Regions from separate parts of the Mus musculus genome. Here region 1 is linked to region 2. A link is a contact called in public HiChIP or PLAC-seq data. All regions are on one chromosome and are shown on one strand. Each heading gives the region's core, a stretch centred on a gene start, on an enhancer-like site or on the middle of the called end of the contact. The rest is flanking DNA. Distances are from core to core; before and after follow the strand shown.

Region 1 (5,335 bases), core at 2,343-4,842, 130 kb before region 2:
AAGTGAGTGAAATCCTTACAGGTTGTACACCATCAAAGAGTACATCGACACAGTGGGGAGTGGCAGAGTGTCCATTTTCATGGGTGACTCTGGCCAGATTTAGAAGTCCTGCAGATACTATCCATATACAATATAAAACCAGGAACTACAAAAATAGTAGAAAAAAATAGTATGGCCTAGTTGGGCTTTTGCTGTTTTGTTTTCTTGCTTTTCATGATGGGAAAGGAAGAGAGGAGAAATGAACAGTGATTCCATTAAAACCCTTCAGATCAGCGCACAGCATTGCCGGGAATATGTTCGGGGCTCTCCATACCATCTCTGCATCCTATTAGATTTTCTTTCTTCTTATCTCTCATTGTATAGTGCCTGCTTCTTTGTGTTTAGGTCTCCGTGTTAGCATGTAATGCGCCATTTCTTTCTCATCACCACGCGGGGGAATAACAGAAAGAAACAACAAACTAACAAGGTTACTCTTCTTGTGCAGAGACATGAAATTGTAGATTCTGAAGCCCTTCTCCCAAGAGAGCAGGAGGCAGTAGAGATTGTTCCTTAGATCTGCAATTTCAGCGTGTCTCTTTCATTGTCTCGGTGCGCCTAAACGGACAGGGTTTATACGGTGAAGGTTATTTATTTATTTATTTTTCAAACTGGAGCATAGGTACAATAAGAGTGTCTCTCTAAAACCCCTTAATTGCACGTTGTAGTAAGATTGTAAAGTGCAAGGGCAGATCACTATAAACACAGCTTTCTTGTCCCTGTTCTTCCCCAAGACACACTCGACCACATTTCTTCTTTTGAAAAGGTCTTTTACCTTGTAGCGCCTATGTTCTTGTAATGACACATAAGGAGGTGCTTAAAAGTCTTTTTGAAGGTGGCGTTACAAAGTGCATAGCAGGCAGGGTTGATGGTGCTATTAATGTAACAGAGCCAGTAGCCAATTGTCCACACTGTATTGGGGATGCAGGGTGCACAGAAGGTATTGATGAGCACCATGACATTGTATGGCGCCCACGTGATGATGAAAGCCAACAGGATAGCCAAGATTGTCCTGGTCACTTTCTTTTCCCGGGATGGAGGAGGCTTCTTTTTGGCAGGCTGCTTGGTCATCTTCACAATTTTGCGGGCTACAATGTTCTGCTTTTCATCACCATTCTGACCTGACGATCCCACTAGTTCTACTGTGGTACTTGTTGGTGTGCATGCGTCACCCTTTTGGGTCTTGGTGACAATTTTGATGCATGTCTGCCTAGAGTTGTCATCTTTGGAGTGGCCCAGGGAAGTGGAAACCGTGTTTTCATCCTGGGTTATCTCATCATCTCTCATGTTGGAGGCCACGGCACTGACAGACGTGGAGTCGTTGGAGCTTTCTTTCTCCTCCCCCTGAACGCAGTTTTCAGTCCCACCGTCCCGCGGAGCCTTGCCATTCTGGATCTTGTTGTGCTCCAGGCCACCATCACCACCAGGCATGTTGTTGTTGTTTGGCTTTACAATTCTTCCTTGCACTAGACTCGGAGACACCGGGTCTTGGTTGGCCACTGGTTCCTTCTTTTCTTTCTTTATTCTGCTCTTGCTCGCCCGGGATATGTGCCAATAGAGCACAGTCATGATGATGACAGGCAGATAGAAAGCCGCAATGGCAGTGCCAAAGGTGACGGCAGCGTTGGAAAAGAACTGAATGTAGCACTCCCCGTCTTCCACAGTCCTTACCCCTACGATGAACTGCCAGAAGAGAATGGCTGGGGCCCAGAGGATGAAGGAAAGAACCCACGCAGCTGCAATCATCATGCCTGCCATTTTTGTGGTCCGCTTAACTGGGTAGGTTAGAGGTTTTGTGACACAGAAGTATCTATCAAAGCTGATGATGAGAAGATTCATAACGGAGGCATTGCTGACAACATAGTCCAAGGCTAGCCAAAGGTCGCACACTACAGGTCCCAAAGGCCAGTAGCCAATCACAGTGTAGAGGGTATACAAGTTCATGGAGAAAACACCTATGATGAGGTCAGCACAGGCCAGGCTGAACAAGAAGTAATTGTTGACAGTCTGAAGGTGGCGGTTGACTTTAATGGAAACCATGACTAGAATGTTCCCAATGATGGTCACCAGACTGAGGGATCCAGCCACAAGGACAATAAATACCACTTCAAATGTCTTGTAAGGACTGGTAATAGCCAAACCATTGTTCGAGGAGTTAGTTGAGTTATTCATTTTGTGTTCAGTAGTCAAGTGGCCAAAGAAACATTTAAACCTGCAGGGAAATAGAATGAAGTTAACAAATGTAATATAAATATTGTGTTGAAACACATAAATTTTCTTCCTTTTGGAAAACTTCCCAGTCCCTTTTCTGTGTCCTGAATATATACTGTAACAGATCTGACCACCCAAGAGGCAAAGACTATAGATGGAAGATTGAAATGGCTTAATGGCTGATGATGAATTCATGATTCAATTACACAATGAGTGTCTCCATATACAGACACGAGTGTCTGTGTATCTGCCTGCTTGCTTATATCACCATATCTTTATGAGTTGAAATGACTAAACCAAGTACATAGTTAAAATTTTTAAAAACAACTATAAACTTCTGGATTTGAAAGAAATAATAAATCCGGGAGAAATAAAATATGAAAACAGAAGACAAAATTGAATGTGTGAGTTTTATAGTCAGTAACACCTTTATGGCAGACTGAGCCTTTTCCTTATTAAAATTAATGAAGGTAACGATAAGAAAGACAAAGTACTAACCAATGCACCCAACCAAAGTAAATTTGTTTTTCTCAATTTTGTTTTACAATTGTAGTCCATCTTCTCTTGACAGTACAATTTCTAAAATTCCATACCTTATAAAAGAACTATCATTTACTATTGGTAAGACTGATATGATTATATGAAAACAATTTTCTAAATGTTTTCTTTGTTTCAAGCCATTATTAAATCTATTGTTTTACTATTCTTTGACAGATCTTTCATTGTGCTGAAAAGGAAGCTATAGACCAAAAAGTTGCAGAAAGTAATCTAGAATCACTTTTAAGTCAGTGGATAGGCAGGCTACAATTCTTTTCTTTCCTTTTCTTTACAAATACTATGAGTTATTTTTCAATAAAAAATCATAAAAGAATATGCAGCCTTAGGTCTCTTGGATACACATTTTCTCAGTAAGTATTAAGGGCTATAGAAAGTCTTTGTAATATATTATATCACTACCCTTGCAGAAAGAAGAAAGCTGAGATAATAAGAGTTTAAGGAACTTATTGCTAGGACAGTGAGTAATAATTTATAGCTAAAATCAGCACTTTACCAAAGGCCTTTCTATTGTTTTATTTTGTTTTGTTTTGTTTTGTTTTAAGATAATCTTCCTTGGCCTCCCTTTTGTTTTGTGGGGCTGCACTTAATGAGAGATTCCTGAGGAGCACCACAATGACGTCCTATATAGAGAGGTTGCCAGTCAAGGCAGATAGTTTACTGAATCTGGGATCCTTATCCGGACTGAACACTGAAAACTCTATGAGATGTGAACTATAGTGACGATTGCAACTCAGGAATTTTTAGAGATACCCTGCTAGTCTGTGACAGTACTGGTGTGACAATGGGAAACATGCCATTTAGAAGCTAGGACAAGTATTTGAAGCAGGGACATCCTCTTTTCCAACAGGATGTGCTGATTATGTGGGGGCTGTTGTTCTTTTATGAGATAGTAGCTGGCTTCCACCACTTTCTCATCACTTCTTTTCTCCAATTTTCTGGGGTCACTAAAGCAAATACGATTAGATCACAAATGAAGAAGATGCTCACAATGGAGATGAACTTCAAAGCACTCATGTTCGTATGATAAATGTGTTATGTAGTATTGTACACTTTAGTTTAAATCAAGGTCCTGGGAGTATTTTGGAAGCATGAGAACAACTTGTCTTCACCTAGTTTCTTTGTATACATAGCAGAGAGGAACATACACCGTTCTATGTTTTCTTCATCAAGTTTGAGTATGTACTATGAAGAAGTATGTACTAGATTGGAAGGGTGGAGTTAGGGGGGAGGCACTGGCTTCAACTGGGTTTTAGAACTTGAGGCCCACAACTATGCATTAGACAGACTAGTAGCTCACACACACGCACACACACACACACACACACACACACATACACATAATGTGAACACTCAAGGCCCTAAATCTCCTAATCAATAGTTCACATGGAAGAAATACAAATGGATACTAAATATCTGGAAAGAAAGTGTTGAACATCCTTAGCCAGAGAAATGCAAATTAAAACTACTTTGAGAGTCTATCTCACACCATGCATTAGCTACGTAGTTCTGGGTTTGTGGCTAAAATTCTATGAAATGTACTTTCCTTTATCTCAAACTCTCTCTTTTTTTCTTTTAGAGTTGTAGCAAGGATTGAAGTGATATTATGCCCCTGAGTGATAGTCTATAAAGGCTACGGATGAAACATGTGCTATTAATATTTAAATCTGCAAAGCAGATGTAAATTGATCACCTCTCTTAACCTTTCATAATAGTTAACAGAAAAGAATGTATCAATGTGTGTCAGAGCTATGTATGAGTGGGAAGATGTGGGATGAATAAAGTAGTGAAAGTAGTAAATTCTCACTATCAATGATAGCAAATTGTCAACAATAGTGTTATAAAAAAATCATCACAAGGTCATTCAGTGTATTTTGAGCATAATTACTCTTCAGAATCAAAGAGTAAAATTACTTAAGATTCAAATCAGTGGCACTCTATGCAGACTCTGTTACAAATGAATAACCATCCTTTATCTAAAAAATACCCCCTTTGGCTGAAACCATGTGCAAACACCAGTGACCTGTCAGAGTAAGCCTGGTATTCAGATATCAAGTTGGGTCCTTGATTAATACAAAAGTTTGCACATTACGTATGGACAAGGACTGTATCTCTGGGGGGAGATATCAATATTAAAGCTGTGTAGAGCCCAACACAGGAAAAAATGTGGAGTTTATAGTTCTAAACATTTTTCTAAAATCGATCTTTACAAAATGTGTGTGGGAGGGGTGTAAATGGAGGCAGAGAAACATCAGTGCTAGAGTGCCTTCTTAGCATGTGAAAGACTCAGGTTTCCATGACAAAGGAACACACACATATACACACACACACATGCACACACACACACATACACACACACACATGCACATACACACACATACACACACACACACATGCACACATACACAGGCATATGTCCATATATGTATGTACACCTACAGGAACATGCATGTACAAACGCACACACATGTAAACACACACGTGCATAGCCAGTGTATCACACAACAGCATTCACTCAGTGTCACTAGAGTTC
Region 2 (5,180 bases), core at 1,863-4,362:
GAAAAGTTCTTTATCATTATATTGCCAAACCTTCAACACATTTTTTTTTGTAACAGGATGACAATCTGGCGTTAACATAACTCTTTTTAGTCCCTTTCCTAAGGGAAAGCTCTAACAGTGTTGGCACAAAGTTCTTCCATCATTGACAACGATCTCAAGAGTGCCCTTTCTCAATTGTAGCCCAATATAATTCTCAGCATGAAACCGTGTCTTGGTTAAATGGACTGGTTTTATCTCTACAATTACTGGTGTCTTTGTGAAATTCTTCAAGATGACCCAGGGATGCCTGATTATGAGAGGTTTCTATGTACGTATATCCAGATCCCTGTTATTGTGAGCAGTGAAAAGAATATATCCACCCCATGCTTATCAAGACAGTTTATGCTTATGCACTTAATTGTCTGCAGAAAACATCGTGAAATCCTTTTCCCCACAAGCCAGAGTTAGTTAACATGGAGTTTATGAGCTCAGCTGATTCTTTGCGCAAAGAACTTTGAATCCAGGAATATGCCAATTACAAGAAATAGAAAGAAAGTGAAGGCCCACTCCGGTCCTCAGCCATCAGACTACCCTGCACAGCTTGGAAAAAAAGATGCAGCTAGTTGGACTGGGGGCAAGATACCCAGTGTTGGGATGGGAAAATCGCGTCACACAGCGCCTCAGGAATGCTCACCCCTTTGAACTGCCCCAGCACAATCTCTCCACCTCACTTCTACTTCAAATTTCCAATTCTGCCAGATTGTCCTGAGGTTTCTCCAGGGAGTACGAGCAGCTCCCCTCTCCATTCAACCGGGTTGAGGCAGAAGCCTTAGCCAAGATGACCAAGGCTGCAGATGCTTGGGGAATGCCCAAAGGTGGCCAAGCACTGGAGCGCTAGTGCTTGTATGGAAGAGCTTTGAGATGTGTGTTTGTGCTGCTGGCTGCTTATGCTGGAGGGACTGAACATCCTAAGATTTCCATATAACAACTGCCACCCAGTGTAAAGGAAAGAACGAGAGAAGCAAAACCAGACCAAGAAAGAAAGAAAGAAAGAAAGAAAGAAAGAAAGAAAGAAAGAAAGAAAGAAAGAAGAAAGAAAGAAAGAAAGAAAGAAAGAAAGAAAGAAAGAAAGAAAGAAAGAAAGAAAGGAAAGGGTAGAGATGAATATAAGGTCAGAGTGGGAGATTCTGGACCTGGAGCAAGGGGCAAGGGTCTTCCTGTGGTGGGAAGCTTTGGAGCGTGGGGTTGCAGGAACAGGCTCATAGGGACCCCGAAGTGACACAAGAATATGAAAGGGCAGCTTGGGTGATGTGTCAGCAAGCAATTTTACTTGCCTTCCGTGTTTACTTCCATTTCTCTGCCCTCCTCCCAGCTCTTGGCAGCGAGTACTTCTCTCCATGGACATTTGCACACAAGCTCCCGAGTCTGCATCACATAAAGGGACTGAAAGACCGGTCGACCCTCCCTTGCACTATTTGGAGGCCCAGGAGAGCCGTAAGGGCACAGAAGGACCAGAGATAGAAACGAGGATGTATATATTGTAGAAGAACAGAGGCAGAGTACCCCCCTGCCCCCACAGATGTCAATTTGGGTGAATTCTTACCCTGGAGCGCTCTGCAAAGCAAGTCTCCCTGCTTGCTAGGCTTCTGACACTCCAGGGACATGGAAGGGTGGAGCGCACAGGTGGAATTTCTGTATTTTCTATCTGCAACCAGGTTTGGACCGCACCTCACTCGCTCCCAGAGCCACAAGTTAGAGATGATAGCCTAGCTCCTCAGGTGCCAACAGTAAAGGTCATTTGCGCTATTCTCTATCTAAGACCCGCAGAGTGGTCCAGTACCCACCATGAGTTGGGAGACCAAGCTCCTGCAGCGTCTGAGACTTCATCAGCTCTGGACTGGGGTCCCTTTCCTCAGCCACAGTGGACAATCAACCTTGCGCGCGCCAGCGGAGGAAAATAGGCTTGCAGAGGACTCCCTTCTCTCTCCTCCTGGAAACCTTCCCCAACCTTGTTCCCCTGCCAAGGTCCGGGAACAACAGCACTAAACCTGTCGTCCTCACCAGAAGGCTCTCTCCCAAGGCGGAGTCAGGGGACAGCGTGGAGTGGTGGCGAGAGGGGCCTCCACCCTAAATGCAATGTGCCCAGACCCTAGGGTATAAGGGGAGCTTAAGGGGGATGGGTGAGCGGCAGGAGAGACTGAGCTCTACTTGCCTTTCCCACGGCAGCATCTGGAGTTGGGGGGCGGGGGGATGAAGAGGACCAGAGTGTGGTAGCGAGGGTGAGGGGGTGCCAAGCTCAAAGACAGCCATACTGGAGTATCGGCGCTCACAGGCTGCTTTTTGCCACATTCCACTGGACTTAGCTATCCCAATGGTTTCCCCCGCCCCAGCTTTGAAACCCCTCCTTCTTTCAGACCCGCCAAGGTACGTGTCCTCTCCAGCAAGCCCCAGATGCCAAAGTTTCCATTGGAAAACCTGCACGTGTCAGGGACCACCAAACAATTCTTGCAAACCCAGACCCTCTGCGGCCAGGGTCGGGTGATGGGGAGGAGCTGCGAGGTACCAGGGCCCTTGATATGGACAATTAGAGAACCATGGTATAGCAGAGTCTTTACCTGTCACTGACTTAGTCGCCCGGGGCTGCGATCTGGTGGAGTCTGGCTGGAGCGAGGAGCCTTTGGCGGGCTCAGGTTGGACCGGTTTGGGAGCGAGCGGCACAGCTCGGAGTCCTCAGCTGGTTGCCCGCTTGCCTTCTCCCTGGATCTTGCGAGAGAAAAGCGAAAGATTAGTTGTCGCCACCGCACTTAGACGGGTGGGGCAAGGGAGGCGGGGAGACTGCGGACCCCAAGGCTCAGAGAAGGCTGCGGGGCATTTCACATGGGTCGTATCACTCGGCTAATCTGGGACCCCAATTAGACAATTCGGACTGGAGTTAAATTACATCTGTCTGCCGCCTTGAGCATCACACCCCCAAAACACAGGCAAATAAGACTTTCAAACCTGGCTTTCAGGAAGATGACAGTTAACACCGAAACAGAAAGGAGACCTGGGTGTGGAGAAGAGCTGGGCGGGCTTCATTTCTTCACCCTAGTGCCGGGGAAGTAGTAATTAGTGTCTGGGAGCTGCGCTCCTCCACTTCTCCCAGTGCCTCTGGCGATTTCCAAGTGGGATCTGCGACTTCAGGGCTCTGGCCAAGCCCGCAGGCTGGCGTGTGCGTGTGTGCGTGTGTGCGAATGAGTGTGTCTGTGCCCCCGCGTGCCTGCTCCCGGGAACTGGTCTCCTCGCCCTCACCCGCTGTGTGTAGCAGCAGAGCGAGAGTGGTGCCTCTATTTGTGCGTTTGTGTTCGATTAGCTGCAATGGGCGGACAGTTTCTGGAGAGAGCATTTACAATTTTCTTTCGTTCTGACAGGATTAGTTGCCGTTGAAGGGGGCTCCGCCAATGAAATCTTCTCTGCGCTCTGATTTGGCGGTTCTTCGGTGCAAATATGACAGCTTTCTCTCTCAGCTCTTTTCTGCATCTCTCCATGTCCGACCCCGGAGCCCAGTTCTCGGTCTGCAATTTCTACACCACAACCTTTGCAATCACCACCACCACCACCCCTAGGTCCCATGTCAGCAGGTGCCAGGTTGCTACAAAGGTGACAGGGCACATTGGGAAGAAGGCTTGTTGATTGCAGAAGATACTTATGCCCCGTGTTTCCAGGTGGGGAAATGTTAGAATAAATGTACTTTGTACTAAATATATAGTCATGGAGAATTGTTCAGATTGTTTATTTCTTTCTTTGATGCTAACTAATGTATTAGAAAGAAACAGATATTTATCTGTCTTTGCTGTTTTTTTTTCTTTCTTCCCAAACAGGTCGATGCCTGTGTGTTCCATCAGTTAATGGGGAGTAGTAGTTAAGAGAGTGTACTAGTGAGGTGTTGGTGAGGTGGGATTTTGCTGTCTATCGAGGAAAATAAAAGATGTGAACTTCCTGTGTTCAGAGCATGGACTAATTTTTGCCTTCATTTATTTTAATGAGAAATTCTTTCCCAGATTTATACCCATTGTTTGAAAGTATGGAACTTATTTGATAATATCATAATGTGATTATTCTAAGGTGTCGTTGAGGACAATTGCTCTTGATGATGTATATTGTATCTGATGACATAAATATGTGCTACCGAATGAGGCTTTCATTGCCAAATAGAATTAAAGAAGGAGTCATTGGAACCTTAAACTAAGTAACAAAGAACAGGACCTATCTCTTTTTTGATCGCAGAGACAGAGAAATTGCTATTTATTATGCTCAATGGAATTCAGCTCAGTTCGTGTTGCCCTGTCCTTGGCTGGGTGTTAAAGAGCACACAGAATAATGAAACCACGGTTCCTTTTCTTTCTGAGTTTCTCATCTTTGAGAATAAATACCCACATGAAGCTCTTGTAGAGAGGCTGACCATCAACACTATAAATTATACACTAATATAAATTCATTGGTGAATGAAAATCCTACAGCTATGCCTAAGTAGGACTGACACAGATTCAATTTTGCTGGATAAAAGCCATCCTGGTGTAAAGGATGGTAAGGGTATGTCGTTGCCCTCTGAGTCCCACGCAGGCATTTTAGTCTTGTTTGAGAAAGGCAGTTCTGAACATTATCGCCCTCAATCTACCCCAGAACTAGGTTTCAGTCAGTAAGCAGCTGATTCTTATTTTCATTTTCCCCCCTTCTCTGTTGGGTACTACAGAACGTAAGTTCACAAACATTCTATCTGCTCCTATCTCTAAGACGCCTTCAGAAATTCACATTGTCATAACATGCCTGAGGTTTTTGTGAATGCACTTGTGCATGCTTGCATGGTTGTGCACACACACTCACACACACACACACACACACACACACACACACACACACACACACACTGAAACTGAACAACAACAAAAAGAAGAAGAAGCTCCTGACAAGCAACAAAGAAAACCCAAGCATTTAGTAACCTGGACTCTGGTTCTGTTTTTGCTTCCCATTATGACTCTGTTCTTCCTAAAAGGAGCTACCTATTTTAAACTGGGAAGTAAGTAAATAGCCAGCAAAGGCTCACAACCATCAGGATTTTCCTAGGAGCTAGAAACAGAAGTGACACTCTCAGCAAGCAAGCCTCAAAAGTGCCCACTTTCTTACGTCATTACCCAGAACAACTTTATCTTTTATCATGAAGG

Evidence for each region. HiChIP or PLAC-seq counts read pairs in DNA pulled down with a chosen protein or histone mark.
Region 1: an H3K27ac HiChIP or PLAC-seq map of heart atrium shows a contact between it and region 2, with 4 times the contacts expected there. The contact joins the enhancer-like site here to the promoter of 9330158H04Rik in region 2. A contact is called at or near these places in 1 of 39 promoter capture datasets (pre-B cells), 2 of 484 Hi-C or Micro-C datasets (the HL-1 cell line and cortical neurons), 2 of 115 datasets of contacts at active chromatin or transcription factors (cardiomyocytes and heart atrium) and 1 of 9 other capture datasets (liver).

Annotation. Positions count from the first base shown.
Region 1 is chr6:36,520,083-36,525,417 of GRCm38.p6, reverse strand. It overlaps Chrm2 (cholinergic receptor, muscarinic 2, cardiac), which reads right to left. Exons shown (of 3, transcript NM_203491.3): 3 at 644-2,248. The coding sequence starts at 2,208. The coding sequence ends at 808. Among named protein-coding and RNA genes, the nearest start is that of Mir490, 100 kb to the right of the region's middle. Within about 2 kb of position 3,592, at least 1 of the 459 cell types and tissues checked has an H3K27ac peak or open chromatin away from gene starts, as enhancers often do. A contact at or near this core is called in heart atrium, where this site is marked.
Region 2 is chr6:36,386,166-36,391,345 of GRCm38.p6, reverse strand. 9330158H04Rik (RIKEN cDNA 9330158H04 gene) reads left to right here and starts at 3,112. Exons shown (of 6, transcript NR_015589.1): 1 at 3,112-3,190; 2 at 3,390-3,683. Chrm2 (cholinergic receptor, muscarinic 2, cardiac) reads right to left here and starts at 3,262. Exons shown (of 3, transcript NM_203491.3): 1 at 2,980-3,262; 2 at 2,595-2,742.